Linked DNA regions of Mus musculus: region 1 is linked to region 2. Evidence: chromatin contacts called from public Hi-C data. All regions are on one chromosome and are shown on one strand. The core of a region is the stretch at or near the end of the contact, and the rest is flanking DNA. Distances in the headings are between cores, read along the strand shown.

What was found. A called contact is a pair of places that touch in the nucleus more often than the background predicts.
Region 1: a contact with region 2 is called in a Hi-C map of Sertoli cells, with 7 times the contacts expected there. The contact joins two enhancer-like sites. A contact is called at or near these places in 5 of 484 Hi-C or Micro-C datasets (the HL-1 cell line, Sertoli cells, cortical neurons and 1 more), 2 of 115 datasets of contacts at active chromatin or transcription factors (embryonic basal ganglia and embryonic stem cells) and 1 of 9 other capture datasets (embryonic stem cells).

Annotation. Positions count from the first base shown.
Region 1 is chr13:42,816,840-42,823,926 of GRCm38.p6, reverse strand. All of the region lies in intron 3 of Phactr1 (phosphatase and actin regulator 1), which reads right to left. Among named protein-coding and RNA genes, the nearest start is that of Phactr1, 140 kb to the right of the region's middle. Within about 2 kb of position 3,301, at least 54 of the 459 cell types and tissues checked have an H3K27ac peak or open chromatin away from gene starts, as enhancers often do. A contact at or near this core is called in Sertoli cells and cortical neurons, where this site is marked.
Region 2 is chr13:42,591,241-42,598,379 of GRCm38.p6, reverse strand. No RefSeq gene overlaps it. Among named protein-coding and RNA genes, the nearest start is that of Phactr1, 86 kb to the left of the region's middle. Within about 2 kb of position 4,744, at least 18 of the 459 cell types and tissues checked have an H3K27ac peak or open chromatin away from gene starts, as enhancers often do. A contact at or near this core is called in Sertoli cells and cortical neurons, where this site is marked.

The sequences.
Region 1 (7,087 bases), core at 2,052-4,551, 230 kb before region 2:
AGGAACACATGGCCCATTTCTAAAGAATCTAAGACAAGATGCTTCTCCACACCTACCCTCCTATTGAAGCCCATTCATGCTCATGTTGAGTAGTACAGACGATGTCTGCTAACAGCGAGTAGTCGTTATATCTCCTGAATTCAGGGTTATAGCTTATACAAGAAGTGTTACGTGACATCCAATAAATTACCGATACTTGCAGGGCTTCTGTTGCTAATCCCTAAGTCAGTGTGATGGCTATAAGCTGCACCAGGACACAGAGCTTCCAGCCCTGCTCTGAGGTGCAGTGGTACACACGACTCTGTCTGTCTGTCTGTCCATCTGGAGCTATGCACAGAACACTAGTGAGATCTCCCTGGCATGAGCCCTGTGGATCATCAGATTCTCAGCCCTAGCTTCATGTTAGAATTCCAGTCAACTTCCTTCACCGTGGGAATATGTCCTAAGGCCTGTAGTGAGTGCCGAATCTATAGATGCCAGCAAATCTTCAACACCCACTTTACTAGCACTGACCCTTAGTTTCCATTGACAACTTGGTGTGTCACTTGGAATCATCCAGGAGACACATCTCTGGGCATGCCTGTGAGGATGTTTTCAGAGAGGTTTAGGTGAGGAGGGCGACCTCACCAGAAGGTGATGTGGAGGGTCACGTCTGCAATCCCAGCATTAGAGAGACTGAGGCAGGCAGACCAAGACTCTGCAGGACAGCTTGGGCCTCATGGTGAGTAGGAGGCCAGCTTACTATCCAGAGAAAGACCCTGTCTGAAGATAGAAAAGCATTTGAGAACAAGAGGAAGCTGAATTCCTCTGGGGTAACACTCAAAGAAATAGTACCTGGTTACTTCCCAGACAGAAGAACTTTGCGGTGACAACATGGCCTGGCAAAAAGGTTAATGAACAATGCAAAAACTTGAAGCCTCTGGCTACATGGCAGCAAACGGCTCATCTTCTTTCTCAGGTTTGAAGTGTAGTAGTTGAAATAACAGCCAGAGGCTTTTCTTACTGTGTAGCTTTATCACCTTGCTTTCTAATTGCACGTGTTTGCAGTTTTAGGGCCCCCGGGAAGTACTCACTGAAAGAAATTAGCAATTTGTAGGGGCTGTTAGAAGTGAACGCAGTTGTTCACATGCAATACCAAAGCCAGCCACGAGATGGCGGTAGAGCTTAAAAGGTGAGCGGGGTGTGGAGGCTTCTACAGGAATGTATCCCTTTGCCCTGTAGGCTACCACTCAGGCGAGCAAATTGGGTAGATATGTTATTGTTACCCGGAGGCATCTTCTCTTGTGCCTGTCAGGTGAAGGGTGCCACTGGTCTCAAGTAGATATAATTGGGGTTCTAGAATGTTCTTTGCCTTGAACGTCGGGACTGGTTTGGTGAGTCTGGAGGCTCATGGGAGTCCTCTAGCCATCTTCCTGGGAGGGGAGGCCCTGAGCTGTTTGGCCAGAGAGGGGAGTATCTGAGCAAGGATGGGAGAAAACACGTGGGCTTTGGCCAGCGTGAAGAGAAAGGCACGTAGGAATTGGCTGAAAACAGTAAGTGCCCAAACATGTGGCTCAAAAGTACAACAGGCTACATGAGAGGCCTGGGAAGGGGCCCCCAATACAACTTTTAAGTCCCCTCTTCTCCACGGAGCCATCTTGCATGCCTGGAACCCCCCTATAGACTAAGTGTTCACTTACAACGCATTTATTTTGCTGCCCGTGACCTTCTGGCCCCCTCTGCTGTGATTACCCCAGCTCATTTTTTGTGGAGATTCTGCAGATGTCCGGAGAGAGGATGAACTTCAAGCCCCATGAAAACAAAACCACAACCCTGTTACTTAGCACAGGCTGGCCTTGAACTGGAACTCCCCCCTGCCCTTGTCTCCAGGGTGCTGGGGCTGCAGACGTGCACTACCTCAGATAAAAGCATGCCGAGAGATGACAGCAGAGTCTGTGGCCATTGTTATCCCCCTACGCATCCTCCCTCTCCCTCCTCCTCTCTTCGTCCCTCCTCCGCCTCGCTCCGATTTTAGTTTCTCAGCCCACATTGCACTGTTTGTCTGTTATAAAACAGCCGCTGGAGCCACAGGGCCTTGTCTGGCTCAGCGAGGAGCTATGTACACCCCTTTCACCTCTCAAGGTCCTGGACTCTGCTTCTAGCTGAGTTTTAACTGCCTGACATTCCAGTTCCCTGCAGCCAAGCATGGTACTAAAGTATGAAATGCAAAGTTCTAGAAAGGGTGCTTAAGCTTTAAATAACTTCCGGTTTCGCTGAACAATCATGTGACCTGTAAAATGGATGACACTCCTCACGTTATTCACCCCCACCCCTCGCCCACATGTTCCATGTGCTGTTAGAGCAGCTGAGAGTCCTGAGCCTGGCAAATGGCTTGTTCAGGCAGGGTGAGTGAAAGGTTAGACAAGAATATGTCAAAAGAGCCCCCTTTTTCCATTCTCCAGTTGATGGACGTCTATGCTGTTTCCAATTTCCGGCTTTGAAGAAGGGAACTACAATGAATATGGATGACCAAGTGCAAAACACATCTTTTTAAAGGTTCCCTTGAAAAGCAGGTAAAACAAGGACGTAGCTGCCTGATTTAGAAAAATTCTTCTCGAGCTTTTATTTCAAGGAATGAAGATAGGGTTTCTATCGGCCATCAAGAAATAGTATTGGAAGGTGGGGGGTGGGGTGAATGGGGTCGTCGCTTACTCTGCAAGCGTGTGTGTGTGTGTGTGTGTGTGTGTGTGTGTGTGTGTGTGTGTGTATGCAGGTTCAGATACTCAGCACCTTCGCTAAACACCAGCTCAGTCACACAGGTCTGCAACGCCAACTCTGGGGCACAGAGACAGGAGGATGCCAGTCTAGCTGAAGCAGTGAGCGCCAGGTTCAGTGAACAAGCCGGTTGAAGCATAAGGCAAAGAGAGGTAGAGGAAGACACTGTGAGGTTGACCTCTCGTCTCTCTGCGGGCAGGCATACGTGAGCATGCACATGTACACATGTACTCACCCCTCCCCTGCTACACATAAGAAAAAAAAGAACTGAGCCTCAGTGTGGGCCATACATCACTATCAGCAGTTGGGCTGCAGCAGCAGATAGGCAGTCCCATCAGGCCTTCGTGAGGGAGTGGGAGGTGGGGGGCAGGTAGTGGATAATACACAAGTTACAGTCGGGAACGGGAGTGAGCTCTGGCTTTTCTGGCTGCACAGATAGGGAGAGGTGACCCGATCGTCATTTGCAGGGACGATTGGCTGTGATTAACAATAGGGCACTGTGTATTTCAAAACTGCTGCCAAGAGAACTCTGGATGTTCTCAGCACAAACAAATGCCTCGTGTGAGGAGCTGAATGCTCCCACGACCCTGGCATGACAGTCACAGTGTGTCTGTGTACCACTGCCGCAGATGGCAGCCTGCAAGTACAGGCCAACCCAAACTAAATGAAAACAAATAAACCCCAGAACATGGAATAGCCAAGAGGTTACGGGGTGTGGGGAGAGGGTATTAAAGACAACTAAAGGGGGTTGAAGGACTGAAAGTATGGCGGGTAGTTTTAATTTTCAAAGCCAGTGATTTACATATGCCTCATTTTGAAGGTGAGGTCTTACAGATTTCTGAAGTGGAGTGGAGGTGTTAGCTCGATAGTTCTCTCTCTTTCTCCCTCTGGGGGAAGATCGCCCTAGTCAGTGAAGGAAGGCCTCTAACAGGGAATAAGTTTGTCCTGGGGATGAGGAAGTAATGAGAAGGGAGGTTGGCGAGAGGCAAGAAATTGCACGAATCAAGTTATAGGTCAAGTATGACCCCGTGCATGAAGGCAAGGGCTGGGGTTTTTCCTCTTTTTCTTTTTCTCTTTCTCTTTCTCTTTCTCTTTCTCTTTCTCTTTCTCTTTCTCATTCTCTTTCTCTTTCTCTTTCTCTTTCTTTCTCTTTCTTTCTCTTTCTCTTTCTCCTTCTCCTTCTCCTTCTCCTTCTCCTTCTCCTTCTCCTCTTTCTCTTTCTCTTTCTCTTTCTCTTTCTCTTTCTCTTTCTCTTTCTCTTTCTTTCTTTCTTTTTTTTTTTTTTTTTTTCCGAGACAGGGTTTCTCTGTATAGCCCTGGCTGTTCTGGAACTCACTTTGTAGACCAGGCTGACTTCGAACTCAGAAATCCACCTGTCTCTGCCTCCCAAGTGCTGGGATTAAAGTGGAGAAAGAGGAACGCTCCTCCATTGTTGGTGGGATTGCAAGCTTGTACAACCACTCTGGAAATCAGTCTGGCGGTTCCTCAGAAAATTGGACATAGTACTACCGAAAGATCCAGCAATACCTCTTCTGGGCATATATCCAGAAGATGCCCCAACCGGTAAGAAGGACAAATGCTCCACTATGTTCATAGCAGCCTTATTTATAATAGCCAGAAGCTGGAAAGAACCCAGATACCCCTCAACAGAGGAATGGATACAGAAAATGTGGTACATTTACACAATGGAGTACTACTCAGCTATTAAAAAGAATGAATTTATGAAATTCCTAGCCAAATGGATGGACCTGGAGGGCATAATCCTGAGTGAGGTAACCCAATCACAAAGGAACTCTCACAATATGTACTCACTGATAAGTGGATATTAGCCCAGAAACTTAGGATACCCAAGATATAAGATACAATTTGCTAAACACATTAAACTCAAGAGAACAAAGACCAAAGTGTGGACACTTTGCCCCTTCTTAGAATAGGAAACAAAACACCCATGGAAGGAATTACAGAGACAAAATTTGGAAGTGTGACGAAAGGATGGACCATCTAGTGATTGCTGTATCCAGAGATCCATCCCATGATCAGCTTCCAAACGTTGACACCATTGCATACACTAGCAAGATTTTGCTGAAAGGACCCAGATATAGCTGTCTCTTGTGAGACTATGCCAGGGCCTAACAAACACAGAAGTGAATGCTCACAGTCAGCTATTGAATGGACCACAGGGCCCCCAATGGAGGAACTAGAGAAAGCACCCAAGGAACTAAAGGGAACTGCAGCCCTATAGGTGGAACAACAATATGAACTAAGCAGTACCCCGGAGCTCTTGTCTCTAGCTGCATATGTATCAAAAGATGGCCTAGTCGGCCATCACTGCAAAGAGAGGCCCATTGGACTTGCAAACTTTATATGCCCCAGTACAGGGGAACGCCAGGGCCAAAAAGGGGGAGTGGGTGGGTAGGGGAGTGGGGGGAGGTGGGTATGGGGGACTTTTGGTATAGCATTGGAAATGTAAATGAGCTAAATGCCTAATAAAAAATGGGAAAAAAAAAAAAAAAAAGGCGTGCGCCAAGTGAAACCTGTTACTTCAAGGTTGCTGGGCGAATAGAGGTGAAAGTCTCCCTCTGGTGGTGGATCTGGGAAATGCAGGGGGCAGGAGCACAGCGGTTGCCGGTGAGGACCGTGGCAAGATGGCCGTGGTCCTGGTGCAGGAGAGAAAATGCTTGCAAGACCTCAGGCAGCCCAGCGCCAACCCAGCCCCGGCAGTTTCAGGGTACTTGGAAAACGGAGCCTCAGAAGATTTTTCTATTGTAATAAAGCTTTGATCACATCTTTCATTTACCTCATTTTTTAAAATAAATGAGTTTATGAGCTCAGGACTTGAAGTGTGGAAGGTTGCACCCGGTTGAAGGAAGGTGGCTTTGCCTATCAGCCGACACTTATTGATGCCATGTATGGTCGTAGGGCACAAACATTTGAGTGAACTCACAGAAGCCCTTTAGCTTTGTTCTTGCATGGGAAAGGGTTAGAACCCGGTGCCAGGCACAAGTATCCTACACCGTTTACATTTGTGATTCTCCCAGCATGCCGTGCATAATGTGTTTATCATTCTGCCATTTACAAGGACAGATGGGGGCCTCCTCACCAGCCCAGTAATCTAACTGAGGGACATTTAAGGCACCCCGCCCCTACCCTGCCCCCTCCCTCGCCTCTGGGAGGAGTGTGTCTCTACCTGTGGAGGTTTGAAGGAAAAATGTTCCGTCAAATAATCTCAGGCCTTTGAATGCTTGGTCCCCAGTTGGTGACACTGTTTTGGGAGGTGTGTGTGTTGCAGCCTTGCTGGAGGGAGAGTGTCGCTAGGGGGCAGGATGGGGGTTGCTTTGAGATTAAAAGCCATATGCTTGCCTTGGAAGATGTGAACTCTCTGTTTTCCACCCTTGCTACCGTGTCTGTCGCTTGCTGCCATGGCTCACCACCATTCTTACCCCCCTAAAACATAAGCCCCACCCCCCAGCCCATCCTTCTCTAGGTCGCCTTAATCCTGGTGTTTTCTCACAAGACAGAAAAGTAAGTTTGACCTTCAGTGTTGGAACCAGTATTAGATAACTCGACACCCCAGGGTGTGCTGTGCACTACTCTGAATTAGAAGCAATTCAAGGCAGTGCACATCTCAAACCAGACACCTGTGGGATGAGTTCCAAGGTTAGGAGACATGGCACTGAACCACAGCTGACCACCAAGTCCCCGGGCAACACATTATAAGTTGAGGGTTTAGAATTTATGTTAGCTATGACCTGTCAACTTAGGTATAGTTTTAGGGTTTCAAGAGTATTTCTGTTAAATGATATGTACAGTATCAATTGGGTACCACTTTGTGTCGCTGTGACAGGGTATCCGAGGGTAGATGATTTACAAAGAAGAGAGAAATTTCTTTCTTAGAGTTTCGGAGGCTGGGCAAGTTCAAGATCAAGTGTCTACAGTTTGGGTGTCTAGGAGCTTCACGGGAGGGACAGAAAGACGCAGAGGGCCTGATATAGGTTGTATATTAGGCCTTTCATGAGGTAGTCACCCACTTACAAGACAGAGGTTTCCCCAAAGGAGCCTCCTAGTAACACACTGGTGTGGGGCGGGGAGAGGGGGAAGGAATTAACATGGGGGGGGGCATTCAGACCATAGCACTGTTCATCTTGTGATTAAGAATAGTGCTGTCCTTAGAGAAATGCCTGGCACACAGTAGGTTATTTGAATGAGAGTGTCCCCCATAGACTCCTAAGTTTGAATGCCTGGTCCCCAGTTAGTGGAACTAGGGGAACTATTTGGGAAGGATTTGGAAGCTGGAGGGGGCGGGGCCAATGAGGATGGCTTTAAGGGTTTAAAT
Region 2 (7,139 bases), core at 3,495-5,994:
CATAAGATGCACCTCTTCGTGTGTCTTGTGTGATATTGTTAGTTTAGTCATTAACCATCTATTCCTTTTTATTAATAGATCTTTGCTTTGCCCCCTACCCTGGTATTTCTTGACTTAATCTGTCATTTGTCTCCAAAGATTAATGTAATATTTCTAGTTGTTTGATATTTTTAATAATAACATCTATAATGTTCCCACATTTGTGATTAATAGAAAGCACCCCACTTTGGGCTTATCCACACCAATGATAATATCAAATGCCCAGGAAAGAAACCACTAAACATGATTTAAATGCCTCTAAGAGCACAGCCAAATTTGGGTGCCAATATTCTCTTTTAGAACAGTAGCTCTTTTATGATTAAAAAAAAAGTACTTTAGCAATAACAAGTTTCAACAGAAGCATGGGTGTGTGGGAGGAAATTGAAAACAGGGACAGGCATAACATTTTATTGTGGGTGGTTCCCCCATCCCGCTCCCCTACATGATGTCAGTTCTGTGCGAACTTAATCGTGGTACATTACCTTCTCTGGGGAGCTTTCTATCTTTCAAAACCCACCTGGTTATTAATGTCAGTTCCCTTTAGAGAGGGAGAAAGAGAGAGAGAGAGAGGAGAGAGGGAGAGAGAGAGAGAGAGAGAGAGAGAGAGAGAGAGAGAGAGAGAGAGAGAGAGAGAGAGAAAGAGAAAGAAGAGTTTGCCATGTTTTTTTGAAAATGTTCAAAGCTATTGGGTTCAAATGAGGCCCTAGTGGAAGTCTGGTCTTGACATTGGCCAGCAAGATTAATTAGCACAGGAGGATGCGCTTCTCTGTGTAGCTCAGCTTTCCAAGGGCTGCAGAACTGTGAACCTACTCCAGAGAGCCAGGGGTGACAACATATCACAGATGCAAAGTCCTGAGGAATAGATCTTCTCATTTTTTAATAAAAAAATGACTACATTTGTGGTCTGTGTGTGTGCCTATGTGTACATGCATGTGCAAGCACAATTTATATTTGTACCTAGTGCATGCCACATTATTTCTCTAACTTAAAGGTCACCTATTCTCTATTACATAATTTCCTATCTGTTGTTAAATCTACTTTAAATTTCAGATATATATTTTCAACTGTAAAATTTTCATTTAGGCTTTCTGCCCCCAGATTTTAGGTGTCTCCTCTATTGCTTTCTTTTTAACTCATGTATGCTTTTTTTTTTACATTCTAAAGCATGGTTGTGACAGCCTCATTGAATTCATTGCTTGCTAATTGAATTCTAGGCCATCTCTCATGGGATCAGAGTCTATACAGTGTCTGATATGGCTGTCTGGGGTTATTTCCCTTCCTGAATAATTTTACATTATCTTTTGAGCCAATGATATATGGTACCAATATTTCATTCAATAATGTCACTTAAAATGCTGTTTTTTCACATTAGTGGTTACATGACTTGGCTAGACATCAACTGCACCATGGCTGACATGCAGCTGGAGACGGAGCTGAAAGCTCTGTCAATTCTTTCCATCTTAACTGGACTGTGATGGATTGTTCTTGTGAATATCACAGTACAGGAGTTAACACAGTGGTTCTCAACCTTCCTAATCCTGTGACCCCTTAACACACGTCCTCATGCTGTGGTGACCCCCAAACCATAAAATTATCTCATCACTACTTCATAACTCTAATTTTGCTACTGTTATGAGTTGTAATCTAAGTATTGATACTAGACCCCCAGGTTGAGAACCACTGACTTAAAAAAATTATTTATTTCATGTATGTGAGTACAGCATAGCTGTACAGATGCTTGTGAGCCTTCATGTGATTGTTGGAAATTGAATTTTAGGACCTCTGCTCGCTCTGGTCAGCCCCGCTAGCTCCAATCAACTCTGTTCACTCAGTCCCAAAGATCTATTTATTATTATACATAAATACACTGTCTTCAGACACATCAGAAGAGGGCGTCAGATCTCATTACAGGTGGTTGTGAGCCACCGTGTGGTTGCTGGGATTTGAACTTTGGACCTTCAGAAGACAGTCAGTGTGCTCTTACCCGCATCAGAAGAGGGCGTCAGATCTCATTACAGGTGGTTGTGAGCCACCGTGTGGTTGCTGGGATTTGAACTTGGGACCTTCAGAAGACAGTCAGTGTGCTCTTACCCGCTGAGCCATCTCGCCAGCCCCAAGAAGCACTGACTTAACAGCTGGTGTGGTCAGGTTTTCGAGGCTAAGCCACCCTGACTATTCTCTTACATCCAGGCTGCTGTGTTCTTCAGCTAATGACCCAGCATATTTGAGTTCAGGTTCTGGCTGCTCAGCAGGGCACAGTCTGTCTTCCCCTTCAGGCTGAAAGCTACGCCAACATAGAAATCCACTTCGTTCTGTTTTCTTTATCCAGTGACTCCCACCTGCCGGTATCAGTCTGATTTTGTCTCTCTTCAGTAGCCTCAGGTACTGGGTTTTTTTCTGTCTAGTCCACAGTTCACGGTAAGGTCAAGTAGAAAAGTCTGGAAGGATTGCCATCTGTGCGTTCTCCACCCAGAGACCGGTGCTAGAGCATTTCTAACATCACAGAGACGCCTCTGCTTCATTCCAGCCAAGGTCTCACGATGACATCAATAACCACAGGTCACTTTTGTCTTAGTCTGGACTTGTATATAGGGAGCCCTACTGTGTGTAGTATTTTGGGCTTAGCTTATTAATTCAGCACGATGCTTTCAAGATCCATGCAGGGTGTATTTTGCGTGTATTTTTGAATGAATAGTGTTCCTTCATATGAATGCATCATGAATCATATATTCATTTCTCATGGACAGGCATTGGTGCCATTTCAGCTTGGGATTATCATGAATATAGTTGTGATATATATTTGTACAAGTCACACTCTTGTGTATATATGGCACAACTTTTCTATGATTAAATATAGTTACTTATTATATGGTGACATGTTGAGCAACAGCTGATTATGTTAAGACTATAATGGAACAGCTGTTATCCTATCCTCTAGGGACTTTGTATCCATTATGCCTTTGTCATGCAAGGCTTTCCTCGTGTGTATGTGGTGACACTGGTGTAAATAAACTACTGTCCACATAAAGGCACAGGGCATGTCGTCACAACACAGTGATATTTGGCAATGATTAAAAATGACTATTTTATGGTTTGTTTGTTTATGATTGTATGTTGTTTCTACTTTAGAGAGTAATCCTGCGACTTGTGAAAAACACATGTTTCCTATAAAATAAGGGTTTGTGTGCTGCTGTCAGTGGCTTCGTCCAGAGTATTATTTGATTGATTGCAGGGACAGACTGTATAGAATACCTGCCCTACCTACATGGTCTGCATCTGCCTAAATGTTCTCTATGGTGTCTTCCCAGTGTCAGCGTCATCAAGATGTACTTTTCTCAGTGAGTGGCACATGAGACTGTGTAGGAGTGGAATTGCTGGAAGTAAGTTCTCCAAAGGGCCTTACTATACACACTATGGCCAGCAGTGCCCGTGTGTTTCTGGTGCTCTGTATCCTTGCCAACACTTGGTATTATCAGAGCTTTTGAATTTGGGCATTGCTGTGAGTAGTCTTCGAAGGCTTATGGCTGGTGATAGTGATGCTAAGTCTTTAGTGTGCTTATAGGTTGCTACTGTACTTCTCTGGGAAATATGTCTATTTAGAATGTTCACTCATATTTATCACATTTTTAAAAAAAATTAGTGGTTTGTAATGACTGTATATTATGTATATGTATATGTCATTGTTTTCTGAGTCTATGATATTTCCATTCACTTTTAAGAGAGATTGCTTTGGTACAGAGCTGTTCCCGTTTAGTTAGCTAGCTTGTTTCTGATGCTGGGAGTTGAACCTAGGTCCCTTGTTTGTACTAGCCAAGTGCTCCACTATTGAACCACACTCTTGACTGTCATATTTGGTTTTTACTTTACTTAAGCCTAACTTTTCTCCCCTTTATAGAAACATTTTATTCTGTCTGAGCCAAGAAATATTTACCTACCCAACTGCTACTTCTAACCCCATCAAAGAGAATACTGATAGGCTCCCAAAATATTTTTTCCCTTTCTTTGATGTATTGAAACTTTATATGCTGCCTTTATCTCCACTGCCAAAACCCTTTTTGAGGTATCATAAACACCTTTTTATTTTTTGTGTGATTTTGGAACTTTGGGCAAGATAGCTGAGAAATTAATGTTTATACTATGACATGCGCGGAAAGGTGCCTAATAGAGATTTGAAAACGTCAATCAACTTGCCTACCCTGTAGCAAACATTGTCTAGAGAAGTTATCCTGTTGGGTGTGTAGCTGTGAATCTACGTGGTGATGCAGTTGGATGAGATGCTGGGACATCACTCTGTGTAGTCGCAGCTGAGGGAAAGGTGGGCTCAGCCCTGACAGATGCCTCGATTCTGCCAAAACAGATGGAGAGGAACCTCACTTCAGCTCTCCCTTCGGAGAAAACAACACTTGAGAAGCAATAGCAAGAACATGAAAAATTAGCATAAAAGACCTTTCCTATATGTCCCTAGCTAATTTTTCCCAGTGCAGCCATCTCCCAGACCCCAAGGGCCGCATTTAGATAAAGTAATAAATGTTACTCCAGATATGCTAGTCCGGTATGTGCCAAATAGGTGATGAAAGTTGGACTTGCCAAGACTGCCTTGCAGTTCACAAAATTGATTTTAAGCAGGTTTGGCAGAGCTGTGCTTTCCCCACGAGAACTGCTTTTTACAGAGTCTATTACGAAAGTGTGTTTGGGGAATGTTTCATAATGAGGCAGACTGTGGCAGGATGTCTATTTCGGATGTCTCAGACTTCACAGTTCCCCATCATGTGGCTTCCCTGGCTATGTATGGTACCTGTTGGCTCTCAGGGAAAGGCTTTACTACCGGAGGTGTTAACATAGCCAGACTCTTAGGTTTTATCTACTTGCATCCTCACTAGAATTGTTTATTCCATTTCTATCTGCTGTCGCCTAAGTCCCAAAGACTCTGAGCCATGGTTAAACGTGAGTGCTTTTGTACTTTATCTCTAGTTTCTAACAGGGGACTGGCGGGCATGGCAGTTTACTAGCTACCATGTAACTAGTCAAGTAGTCTCTGGTGATTCATGCTTTGGATTGTCTATCAACTCAGCCTCTATCTTTCTCCACTGGTTCAAGGGCACTCACACTACAATGTAGCACAGAAGAAGGAAATTCCAGAACGTAAGCCATTGTCAAGAGTAAATAAGTCCCAGTGCAGGGTTTTCCATAAGCAGCGTGATAAGCCTCATGGACATTTCCTGTTGTTGGTCTATGGTCAGCCTTGAGTCACGGGCTTACAATTTGTCATTCTGGTCCAGTCTTGTTCCCTCCAGTGGGAGGTTTAGCTCAATTTCCATGTCCCATTTGGGTGAAACAGGACACAAGGTAACTTTCAGTTTGGTTTAGATAGATAGCCTGATTGGAGAGCTGAGCTAAAAGGCCACCTCCCTTTTCTGTATTTGGGTTCTCATAGAGTAAGCGGCTAAGAGAAGGTTCATAGAAGCCAGACTTGTTAGGAAACAAGAAAACCGCCTAGTTCAGTTCATTTTCACAATTTGTTTTTTGTTTTTTGGGACTGACAGCCTTGAGATGAACAAGTTTCATGACCAAAACCTAGATGTATGCATCTGTCTCTTTTGAGTCTGTTTTATTTACAACCTGAGACTGTCAGAGGTATGAAGAGAAAGCCTGCATTGTTTCAGATAGCATACAATACTGACAATCTTTTCAAAGTTTTACAAAATTACCATGGAAGTGAATTTTATATGTGGATATCAGAAGACGTGATAATGCCTTGGCTTCTTTGCCTCTTCCATTCTCGCAGATACAGCTCAGCAGCACGGTACCCACGCTCGGCTCTCCTCAAGCCCCACTCAAGGCTCTTCCCTCATACTCTTGGAATGTGTGCGTCTCTGGGCTCAAGGACTTTGCTTTTCATCTTTTCTTTACAGAAAGGGTTATTCTTAATGTCCTACCAAGAGCACTTCAATAGAGTCACTGTCCTATCTGAGGAGTGTTGCTGGTTATATTGATAAAAACAAAAGTGTAAAAAAAAACCCTTTGGTTATATTGATAAAGAAGGGTTTACACATGTTTGAAGCCTGCTTTATATAATAGAGTGTCAGCAGTAGTTTTAAACACTAGAAGAAAAAGACACTTTATATTCATAATGTATGTTACAAGTCTTAGAAATTGTCAGCTCTATTTCTGTACAGGGAAATTTTATTCAAGGTGCTTTTTTCAGGGAAAAAAACACTTTCATTGCCTTTAATATTTAATTACAGACTCATATCGCTGGCCTCACATCTGTCACATGTGTGCTAATATGTACGTGTCTATCTATAGCTGAAGATATATATATATATATATATATATATATATATATATATATATATGACTATATATGTATATATATGTAGCATGACTATACAAACACATATATATGTGTGTGAGTGTATATATATATGACTATATATGTATATATATGTAGCATGACTATACAAACACATATATATGTGTGTGAGTGTATATATATATATATATATATATATATATATATATATATACTGTTCTCATGGTATTGTGCATTATAAGTTAACAATGGCTTCCATTATGCAGGAGTTCATGTTCTACAAAGATACCATGTTGTTCTATATGAGGGAATTGAACACCAGGGTGATTTGTTTACTTGTGGGGGCCCTGGAAACAATCCTAGCAATACTAAGGATGGTCTGCTCAACCACACGTGCATGCAATCTACATTAGGATTTTCCACTTTGGAAATTTTTTGTCAATGCTAATCTATAGTTTTGTTCATTAAGAATGAATTCGTTAAGAGTGCCATCAGACACATAGGCACAAATTTAAAACCACCAAGATCAGAATTGGTATATGATTTACTCTTCTTCCATGTAGCCTAAAACTTAATCATCTAACTCGAAAATGTACAGCTTGTATTGGAGGCTACTCTGAGAAAGGAAGCTGCTTAGACAGCAGGGTTCGGAATGATAGAAGTGAAGATTCGTGTTTTGTTTGTCCTGATCACGGACCCAGCACTGGAAGCCCATAGTTATGAAGGGAAAAGGTGAGGAACATTTACAAGAAATCGTTAAGTCTGTCGAGGACCCATTGGTTTCAGA